Regions from separate parts of the Rattus norvegicus genome. Here region 2 is linked to region 1. A link is a contact called in public Hi-C data. All regions are on one chromosome and are shown on one strand. Each heading gives the region's core, a stretch centred on a gene start, on an enhancer-like site or on the middle of the called end of the contact. The rest is flanking DNA. Distances are from core to core; before and after follow the strand shown.

Region 1 (5,655 bases), core at 2,264-4,763:
GTGTCCATCCATGGTTTTCAGACAGCCAGAGAACTGACTTGTGTTTCTGGGCACAGCCATTCCTGAGAACATTGAACCTTGATGGCAGGGTGACAGAGGATTAATTAATTTACTCATTGCGTCCTCTCTTATTCTCGTTAAGGCTGTCCCATAGGTGGAGATACAATACAGTTCTAAGGGCAAGAGGAGTCCTGATCCCTGCTTGGAGAGAGTTCCAGAACTGACTTTTGTAGTAGTTGAGGATAGCTGAGATGCATAAGTTCCCTGGATATGCTCCTGAGGATCTTTGACGATATAGAAGCATGTGAAGGATGCTATATTTCCCTAAACTTTCCAGCCATGAGTGAGGGGGACCCTGCAGCTTGGACCCAGGGTAGGGTGAGGTCATTTATTTGGAAAGCATAAACGCTTTGTGTCTCTGAGGGCTGGCTAAGATTGTACTATATGGTTTTCTTTGTGTTTTGCAGTTCTGTGGATTGAGCCCTGGGCCTTCTATGTGCCAGGCCTCTTCTCTACCACTGGGATGTATTCCCTGCCCTTTAATGTTTCTTTTCAGTTGTTTTTTGAGACAGGGTCTGGTAAGTTTCCCAAGCTGTCTTGCACTAGCAGTTCTTCCACCTCAGCCCTCTGAGGAAGTAGGAGCACAGATACTGTCAACTGTTTTAAGTTCAAATTGTTTGAAAGTTGTCCTATTGTATAAGGACACTAATCATACTGGATCAATACACACTGTACAAAGGTTTTCTCTGTAAATATCCCATTCCAAAATAATGATATATTTTGTGGCGTTGAGTGTTGGCACTTTAATGTATTTTTTCAGGGTCAATAATTCAGCACATAATCAAAGGTAGCAGTTTTGGCATATAGTATAAAATGAAGGTCATTCTGTCCATATCTTTAGATGAAAGTTTTCATTCAAAATGTTTCTAACATCATTTTTGAGAGTTTATTTAAATCTAAATCCTATGTGTATATCTGTATGTTATCTTGTGTTTTTCTCAACTTTAGACACTGCTGACTTCCTGTCATGATAGATGAAATTATAGTTCACTTATCTCTTCCTCTATCTATGTACATACTTTGAACCCTTGATTATGAAAAATGATCAAAATTTTACACACACACACACACACACACACACACACACACACACACACACACACACCATGATGCAACTGATCCTGATGTCTTCCCTTCCTGTTTGCCTTTCTCTCCACAGATTTTTTTTGAAGGAACTCCATTGCCAACATCCTGTATGCTTAACTTTAGAGTCAATTTTCTTTTGTGAACATGCATGTAAGTGTTTCCTATGCTCAGAGGCCAGGGGTCTTGGGTGTCTGTCTCTATTACTGTCTGCCTTGTTTCTTTTATACAAAACTTGTCCCTGCACATGGAACTCCTGGCCTTTTTTTTCAGCTAGGCTGTCAGTCAGTAAACCCCAGTGATGCTACTGTCCTCAGTGTTAGTGTTACAGGTGTGGTTGTGGACCTTGTACTTAGGTTTTGAGAAGTGAGTCAGTCACAAATAATTTAACATTTTAGAAGTTTGTTTAATATTTTTGAGTAAATTTTAAATAGAAAGAATTGGCCTATTTTCTTTGGCTGTATCTATTGTATATCATGTTGGCACTGAGCCACACAGAAGTATTGACCTTTTTTGTTTTAGAGTTATTGCAGAAGTCAGAAGAGGGTTTCAAATCCCTTGGAACTGGAATTATGAATGGATGTTACTCATGAGATTCTGCCCCAGTCCTCTTCAGGAGCAACAAGAGCTCTTAACCACTGAGCCATCTCTCCAGCTGACAGAGGCCTGATTTTTATGATGTGAAGTTTCAGTTAAAGATTTTAGATTTTAGTGAAGTTACATGATTTCCTTAAAAATGTTCAATGAAATAAAATATTAGTGTAGATCATGGAGGGCATTTCATATATTTGTCTGTTGTACTTAGAAAATATCAGCTTTGACTTTTCAATAGTAGTAATCATTCAAGGCTAGAGAGTCTACAGCCAAATGGGCCACTTTGATTTCCTTAAACCAGACCATAGCATCCCTTATATTTGAGGTTAATTCCTTCTGTGTTTTGGCTTCTGAGTCTCTCTGGTTGTAACGTAAGATGAGTCTCTGCTATGTTTCTGTTTGGAACTGAACCATGGCCATGGCCATAATGGTGGAAAACACTGAGGATGCTCTTATTCCTGGTCTCCCATGGTCTTATTCCCTATGTTTCCTCACACTCTAAGCCTGGATGTGAGGGTCCTCAGAAACTGTGTTTGTGAATTAGAAAATAGTCTAACAAACAGTTTTAGAAGTAGAAATCACCTGTAACTTTTGCCTCAAATCCTTCTTTACTTGACTATGGGGTTATTTAGGCTGTGTGTCGTTTGGTTACCCCCTGAAGAGGCATGCTCCTCATGGATAGCCACACTGTCTCACATTTCCTGGATTAATGCCTTCATTCAAGAAATTTAGGTGTTCATAATTTTCTGTTTTGAACAGTAATAGGGATATTCGTTGCATATAGCACAGTGTTGATATGAGAAGAAATTATTGCCTTTAGTTTTTAACATGTTGCCTAGAAGGTAAGAGGCCACAATCAATTATTTTGCAATAACAAACACAAATTTTTCATCAGTATGCTTGACATTGTGCTAGATTATTTTATGGGTGGGTGATTTGGTGCGACTCAGCAATAAAGGGTCTAGTTTTCCAGAGCTCCATTTGGTAGAAAGAAGACATGGTGTATCCTTCTTGGTCTCCAGTCAAAAAATGAGCAGTGGATAATTGTTGCCACAGGAGTCTGACTCCCAATCACTGTGCCCATCTCTTTTCTTCTCTCCAAAATTCTCTTTCTGGCTGACTTCAGCCATCACTGTCTGCTGCATAGTTGCCGTTCCCTCTTTTTACAGACAAGAATTGGATTGCTTCTTTCCTTCTAATATTTGTTCAGCTATTACTTTACCACTGAGGTTCTGACTAAACTACCTCATAGAAAATAATAAGACCCTTCCCCTGAGCTTTATTTTGTCCGGGCACATTCTCCGAGTTTATTTTAAGCTCAATCAGAGCAGTGACTGAGAACTCTAGCACTACTAACAATGCCTAGTATACATTGTATGTGTGCGCTTATGCAGTGTTTAATAAGGATTTACTGTACCAATAAAGAGGAAAAGAGATCCTTTTAGGTATAAAATGGAAGTTTGCAAAAGGCTTCTTTGGAGAATGGGGCTGGAAAGAAAATTTAAGATGTATAGAGATATAAGGGCAGGGCAGGAGTTCCAGGTAAAAGGTACAGAACTAGCAAAGGCAAAGAGGCAAGAAGCTTGTTCAATAGCAAAACCTTTGGATTATCAAATCTCCAGTCACCACTGTTTACATTAAAAAGTACGCTGGGAAAGCGGCAGTAGCAGTATTTCCGGTTAAGGTTCCGCCCACCGCGACCGATTACGCTCGGACCTCCGGCGCCATCAGGCTCCACCCACAGAGGGAGGGGCAGAAGAGAGTTGCACAAGCGCAGTCGCGTTCAAGCCAGCGCCCGGGCCTTCGGGCCCGAGGCGTCGCGTCGGTGTCGCGCAGTCTTCTCTGAGACAGTCGCGGGCTGTGGAGGCCGCGACGACGGCAGCGGCGGCGGCGGCGGCGGCGGCGGCGGCGGCGGCGGCGGCGGCTACGGCTACCTAATGGTCCTGATGTAGCCGTACCTTCTCGCAAGGCTGTGCTGAGGAAGAAATGTCGCCGCCGCCGCCGCCGCCACCAACTACCTGGCGCCAGCTTAGCTTCAGCTTGTTGCTAGGCTTCTTCTGTATCGCCCTGGTGTCCGCAGCGCAAGGCAACTCTGCTACAGGTGCCAATTCCTTGTTCCCAGTCTTATCCAACCTTGTCTCTGTCCTGGCTAATGTTTTTTTTTCCATCCATCATTTCTTCTTTCTTCCTTCATCCTTTCCCCCCACATTTTCACTCCTCCACTCCTCTCCATCTTTCCTTCCTTCCGTCTATTTAGCCCGCATTATCTTTCATCCATCCATTCCTCCTCCCCCCTTCCTTTCCATCCCTTCATGTTTTTTCTCCATCATTTCCTTCATTAATTTTTGAGGATTTCATAAATGCATTTTCTAACACCCCCACTGCTCCTAACTCCACCCAGATATACCCTGTTTCCAACTTCATTCCTTTTTTTTATTTTTATGACCCAGAGTCCAGTTTGTGCTATCCATATACACATGGGTGTGGCCCAGATTACATGTCTCTTAACAGTTCTTTGCTCGCCATCCGTCCATGTTCCTTTCTTTCCCCTTTCATCCACTCCTTTCCTTCCTGTTTCTTGCCTTCTATCCACCTTTCCTTCATTTTACAATCTTTCCATCTGTCTTCCATTCCTTCCTTCTCTCTATTCTTTGATTCCCCTCCCATCTCTGTCTCTTTGTCTCTTTCTTCTTCACCTAGATGTGGGGACAGGACTGAAACATAACACTCAAACCTTGGATTAAGGCTTTTGTGTACTCAACCCAGCCCTTGCTGGAGCAGAGCCCTGTTCACCCCTTTTCTGGATGGATTGTTAAAGAGCAGGGGCTAGCCTTGATCCTTTCATTACCCTAGGGAGGGGGGATTTCAATGTCAGTGCATGTGATATAACCAAAGCCCCTCCTTCCTGTGCAGATGCTCTGAATATCCTTCTGATCATCGTGGATGATCTCCGCCCCTCCCTGGGCTGTTATGGAGATAAGCTAGTGAGGTCCCCAAACATTGACCAACTGGCATCCCATAGCATTGTCTTTGAGAATGCCTTTGCTCAGGTATGTCCAAGGACCTGTAGGTGAGGGTATATGCCTCTTTGTTTATACACACTATTGAGATGCATGGTACTGCTCTATTGACCTTCTTGGAAGGGGAAAGCAGGGCTTAGAAAATGAAGGCCTGCATGGACAAGGACCATCGTATTTGCAGGGTTTCCCCTTCTCCTTGGGCGTAGACAATGCCCTGGCCCTAACATGCTTAAGACAGGCTTGGCTAGCTTTCAGCTAGAAACAGGAACTGACTAGAGCTGAAAATCCAACTTGTGGGTCTGCCAGCTGTGGGTGGCTAAGAGTCAGTCATCTATCCATGGCAGTTGTCTTCCCTGAACCCTCTTTTCAGGGCTACTCTCTCTGAGTATCACCCTTTCTGGGTACCTAGGGGTGCCATTGCATAGGAAAGCACATACCGTTGCTGTTTTGAGAGCCTGATTGCTGGGAGGACAACTGTCTTTAGTACCTTGGGCGAGGCCCAAAATCCCACTTGGTTGGCTTTGACATCTCCGTGACTCAGCTGCCAGGCTGTTGCTGAGGATCTAGAGAGGTTGCTTAGTTACCATGAAGACTGCAGACACATTTGGCTGTGACATTGTTGACATTTGCCTCTGTTCCCTAACAGCAAGCAGTGTGTGCACCAAGTCGAGTTTCCTTCCTCACCGGGAGGAGGCCTGACACCACCCGCCTGTATGACTTCAATTCCTACTGGAGGGTACACTCTGGAAATTTTTCCACCATCCCCCAATACTTCAAGGAGAATGGCTACGTGACCATGTCGGTTGGGAAAGTCTTTCACCCTGGTACTGTTCAATTACCAAAGCTTGGGCTCTCCGTTTCTGTGCCTAGATACTGGGTTGGGACTATCCTTGTACTG
Region 2 (5,655 bases), core at 1,169-3,668, 250 kb before region 1:
TAAGCATAAACATACCACTAGGAAATACGATTACTTCTCGCCATGTTTTGTCCTCTCAGGCACTGAATCGCTACATTCAACGCTACATCGGAAGAGAAAAAAAAAAAAAGGAAATGCCATCCTATGTTGACTGTGCTTGGGGAGAGAACCCTGCCTTGAAAAAGTAAAAAAAAAATAAATAAATAAATAAATAAAAGATCTTGATATAGGGACCTTTAAAGCATCTTCTCCGCTTCCTTCCTCACTTGCGTGCGTTTACACGCTTGGTCTCCCAGATAGAACTACGAGTGGGGCTATGGGAGTGAATAGGAATGAACAATAAAATCCAGAAGCGATTGCTGTACCCAAAACTACAAATCCTCAAGTAAGCACAGAGGATATTTATATTTATAATATTTATTATTTATATTTATGCTTATATTATTTATATATCATATATTTATAGCCACTTACGGAGGTCTTTTGGGGGCATTCGGGTCCTTCTTCTTTTTGCCTCCTTTAGCTGGCCCATAATCTTTCATTTCACGATCGTAGCGTACCTTATCCGCCTTGGCCATTTCGTCAAACTTTGATTTCTCTTTGCTAGACATCGTCTGCAAAAAAAAAAAAAAAAAAAAAAAAAAAAAAACTTGTTAAATTCCTAGAGGTAGTGGAACCCAGTGGTTTTATAACTAAAGTGGCAGCTACAGAACCCCTTTCAAGTAGGGAAAAAAGGCTTTGCACTTAATTTTTAATGTAGAGAAGAAAACAGTTGGCCGATTGGGGCCCATTGGGGTAAATGTGCAAGTGAGCAAATTGCACAAATTGTACAAATCAAATAGCGGAGATACCTTCCACCTCTCAGAGCACTTCTTGGAAAACTCAGCAAAGTTGACTGGAACCTCTGGGTTTTTCTTCTTGTGTTCTTCCCTGCACGTCTGCACGAAGAAGGCATAGGCGGACATCTTGCCCTTTGGTTTCTTGGGATCACCTTTAGCCATCCTGACTGATGTGTTATAGAAGACAAAGAGAAAAAAAAAGTCCCTTTAATTCTTACGTTTTGATAGAAAATCAAAGGAGACATAAATTGGAACAGGTATGAAATGCCAGGGCTGTTGAATGTGAAGCATCGCTTGTTTTTAAGAAGAGAATGAAACAATGATGATGATGATGATGATAACTTAATAATGAAATAATAATAATAAATACTAGTATAGTAAGTAAGTAATAACTAAGTAATTCTAGACAGGGTAGGTCATAAGAGATAGAATTCTTAAAGTTTCAATAGAAAATCAAAGGAGACATAAATCGGAACAGGTGTCAAATGCCAGGGTTGTTAAATGTAAAGCATCACTTATTTTTAAGAAGAGAATGAAATAATAACAATAATAAAATAATGAAATAATAATAGTGTAGTAAATAATAATAGAAAATAAATAAGTAAATAGTAAAAATGAGTAAAGATAATAGATAATAAATGAACAATTAATAAGTAACAAATAAATGGTAAAAATAACACAAAATACTAAGTAAAAAAGTAATAAATAATGACAAATAATACGTGAATAATAATTCTCACTCTCTTATTCTGTAAAACGCGGTAAAAATAAATCTCTCACTGTCCCATCTCGGGGATCAAATACGTGAAATGAATTAAAATAAGTGAATAAGTTAATTAAAGAACAGTTATTAATTATTGTGAATCATTAATAAATTAATATGCAAAAATTTCAAGCGTTAATGGCTTTATAAAAATGGCTTGCAGGTCTAACCCACTGCTGCATTTTACTTGGAAACAATAATGATTTAATAATAATAATAACAAATAATAAGTGAATAATAATTCTCGCCCGCTTCCCGCCATCTTTTCCTTTTCCCACACCCAAGGTCACCATGGAAAACTAAACCACTCCCCTTGGCATCAAAGGCCCTCAGGGCTGCTTTAAAGCCCAGCCTCGGCAACCCGGTGTGTGTATATGTATGTATGTATGTGTGTGTGTGTGTGTGTGTGTGTGTGTGTGCGCGCGCGCGCGCGCGTGTGGTGTGTGTGTTTATGTGTGGTGTCTGTGTGTTGTGTGTATGTGTTTATGTGTGTGTTGTGTGTGTTTGTGTGTTATGTGGTGTGTGTGTTTATGTGTGTTGTGTGTTTTGTGTGTGTGTGTGTGTGTGTGTGTGTGTGTGTGTGTGTGTGTGTAGGTGCGCACCCAGGCGTCCAGGCCGGCAACAGACAGCCCATATCGGGGTCACGTCCCCGTTGCTTCGGACACCCGTCATTCACCTTCCATTTCGTCCAAAGCCTCGGGATGAAAGAAAGTGCCCGTCAAATCCGCTGCTGCCACCCCCGGGCTCGCTAAAAATGGCTGATCCGCGCGCGGCCGGCGCAGGCGGCGACTGCGGGGAACAAAGCGGCCCGGGCCCCGCCGCAGTCGCCCGCTCGCCGGCCCCGCCCCACGCTCACCCCGCCCCCGCTACACTCGCCACGCCCCCACACGCTCGCCACGCCCCCACCCTGTCCCGACACACTCGCCCCGCCCCCGGACTCCCTAAAATGGCTGATCCGCGTGCGGCCGGTTCAGGCCGCGACAGCGGGGAACAAAGCGGCCCCGGCCCGCCGCAGTCGCCCGCTCGCGGGCCCCGTCCCACGCTCGCCTCGCCCTGCCCCACGCTCACCACGCCCCCGCCCCACTCGGCCCGCCCCCGCCACGCTCGCCGGCCCCCACCCCTCCCCTCCCAACGCTCACCACGCCCCGCCCCACTCGCCCCGCCCCACCCCCGACGTGGGCCGCCCAAAGGCGCAGAGCCGCCAGCCCGGCCTCCCCGCCCCCGACGCGGGCCGCGCCTCCGCCACATTCGCCACGCCCCCGCCCCGCCCCGCCCCGCCCCGCCCCCGACGCGGGCCGCCGGAGGGCGCGGAGCCGCCAGTCCGGCCTCCCCGCCCCCGACGCGGGCCGCGCCCCCGACATGCTCGCCACGCCCCCACCCCGCCTCGCCCCCGACGCGGGCCGCCCGAGGGCGCCGAGCCGCCAGCCCGGCCTCCCCGCCCCCGACACGGGATAACAAAGGCGCCCGTGCGGCCATGACGCTCCGGCGGCGGCGCCCCCGGCCCCGCGGCCTCGCCCGAGTCTGCACCCGCCATGCTCCTCCCGCACCTGCCCCGGCCTCCCTGACCACCGGGCGCTCCGCGACGGCCATGTTCACGCAGAGCCATCGGCTCGGCCCGCGAAGCCCGCAGCCGCCACTCGCTCGCCGCGCTGCGGAACATCTGGCCGGGGGCTGCTGAGCCCAGCCACCCGAAAAGTTGAGGCACCTGAATGGCGTCTTCCTTCCCTGCCGCCGAGCAGCGAAAAAGGAGAAGGGGTAGCAAGGACGCGGGAGTGGAGGCGCGGGTGGAAAGTTGTGTGGGCGCCGCTGCAGCTGCGGAACATCTGGCTAGGGGCGCGGGCTGCGGTGCGGGCCGTACCTGTATTGTTCGCCGGTCTGGGCAGCGCGGGGCGCGACGCAGCCTCGCGCTAGCTGCCTGCACGAGAGCCGCCTGATTGGCCAGCGGGCCCTGCCGTTTAAAACAACCTCCTCGCCCCGCCATTGGCTGCGGTCCTCATGCATATTCAGCAGATGGGCGTGGCCTCTGGGCTCATTCATTCAAACAGGACAACCCGCGGTCGCCTGTCAATCATTCCCTCAGACCCACCTCCCAGAGCTAAAGTGCATCTCCAAGAATTTAGCAGAGGTGGCCCTAACCCATCGGCCACACCGCCCTCTCAGAGCTAAAGTGCATGGGGCTGCTTGAAAATCCCCAGGAGCTCCAGGGGTGCAGATTTCGTGAGCTGCCACCCATGTAAGGTTGCAATTTTCAGCCGTGTAGGTGCCCGTGAGTCACTCATACACTTGTGAGTGACCCATAACCACTGAGTTACACTCAAGAGAAACCATACTTTGGTCTGTTTCCGTGGCCCTATCTGAAGTCAACAGACATTTGTCGGCCTCTCCCACTGCTGCTGTGTAAGATGGAGGAAGGGAAGAGACCCATTTGTGGGCAGTTTGCACACTAGTTTGCATGTGTGGGGGTGGGGATTAAGGGGTGGAAGTGGGGGCGGTGGTGCTAGCGGGGGCCCAAAGGCAAACAGGCCTGGACAAGACCGGAGGCTAAAGGCAGAGCATACATGATCGGTGGGGGCAGAAGGCAGGATGATAGCAAGGTTAGCGCTACCACGTATGCTTAGGGTGGCTGTGGGATGATGTCACAGGTGATGCAGGTACAGGATAAAAGGAGGCCTGCCATTGGACGAGAAGGAAGGATGGGTGGGAGAGAAGCCGTGACAGGACAATATGGCGAGTGACATTAAGATTCCATGCTGTACCTTTACAGGTTGTTATGAATGTTTTTAAGGGATGGATGTGTATAGGGCTTTGTATGTTTAGGTGGGCAATTATATCTTATCAATTGGGCCAAAGGTTATTGTGTTGTGTGTTCCCTCATGTAGCAATTTAAGAGACACTGGTGTAGAACTAAAGTGGGGATAATAGACAACCATACTTATTTATTTTTTATATTTTTACAACACACACACACACTCATACATACACACACACAGATGTACACACAGACACACACACATACACACACACACACACACACACACACACACACACAAATACCTACTTAGGCTGTATATCCAAGATATCTTGGGGCACTGCGGTGTAGACCTAAAGTGGGGATAAAAGACAACCATATTTTTTGTATGTTTTATATTTATACAACAACAGGCAGCCTCTGAGTCTGCACGTCCAGACAGCAGCCTTGCAGTCATAGCACCGGCACTTGGAGACAATTGCACCGGTACAGTAATTGCACCAGCACTTGGAGACAATTGCACCGATGCAGTAATTGGACCAGCGCTTGGAGGCAAGCAGGGCAAGGATCGCAAATCTCACTTAATCACTGCAGAAATTGAGGTCTGAGGGGGGCTTTAAAAGCTCAACTACCCCAGTCCACTTTGACATCGGATCCATCGGTCTGTCCTTATAGCCTGTAACCACCCGTAACCAGTTTTTAATTTTTAATATCTTTTTTCTTTTTGCATGAGCAAATGGCTCTAAAGTCAATCTCTGCCTGGGATTCTAAAATCCACAGGGAAGCCGCTGGGTTAGCACTTTTGAGTTGAAACTCCAGTTCTTTCACCTGGCCCACAACATATTTCTGAATACTCCTGTGAGCCCGGCCCCAGGATGAGTCCTTGCTGGGTGTGGGAGATCGATTATGGCTCCCCGAGATCTACAGGTTTCAATCCCTGCAACCCGTTATGAGTGTCACTTTACACACAAAAAGATATTCTGCACATGGGGTTAAGTTCATAGTGCCTGGTGGCAGGAAATGAAGTTTTCTCTCAGAAAGGAGCGTCTGGTGGAATGTATAGATATATACATACACACACACACACACACACGCACACACACATATATGAGGATGAGCTCCTGGTGGGTCATCCAACCCCAAACCCCAGTGGGTGGCACTTCAATGCCTGTGCGTAAATAATTCTAAATATTAATATGTAGTTAAATGTATAGTTACATATACGTGTGTGTGTGTGTGTGTGCGCGCGCGCGCGCGTGTCTGCGTGAATTCAGTCTTCTCCTAACCCCAGTCAACCCTAAACCCAAGTGGGTTGCAGTCCAACG

Evidence for each region. Hi-C and Micro-C count contacts between places; a contact is called where the count stands out from the background.
Region 2: a contact with region 1 is called in a Hi-C map of mammary epithelial cells, with 2.5 times the contacts expected there. The contact joins the promoter of Hmgb3 here to the promoter of Ids in region 1. A contact is called at or near these places in 2 of 12 Hi-C or Micro-C datasets (liver and mammary epithelial cells).

Annotation. Positions count from the first base shown.
Region 1 is chrX:154,089,302-154,094,956 of GRCr8, reverse strand. Ids (iduronate 2-sulfatase) reads left to right here and starts at 3,513. Exons shown (of 9, transcript NM_001401185.1): 1 at 3,513-3,838; 2 at 4,651-4,787; 3 at 5,404-5,581. The coding sequence starts at 3,724.
Region 2 is chrX:154,338,961-154,344,615 of GRCr8, reverse strand. It overlaps Hmgb3 (high mobility group box 3), which reads right to left and starts at 2,418. Exons shown (of 5, transcript NM_001398777.1): 1 at 2,258-2,418; 2 at 831-985; 3 at 454-593. The coding sequence starts at 2,264.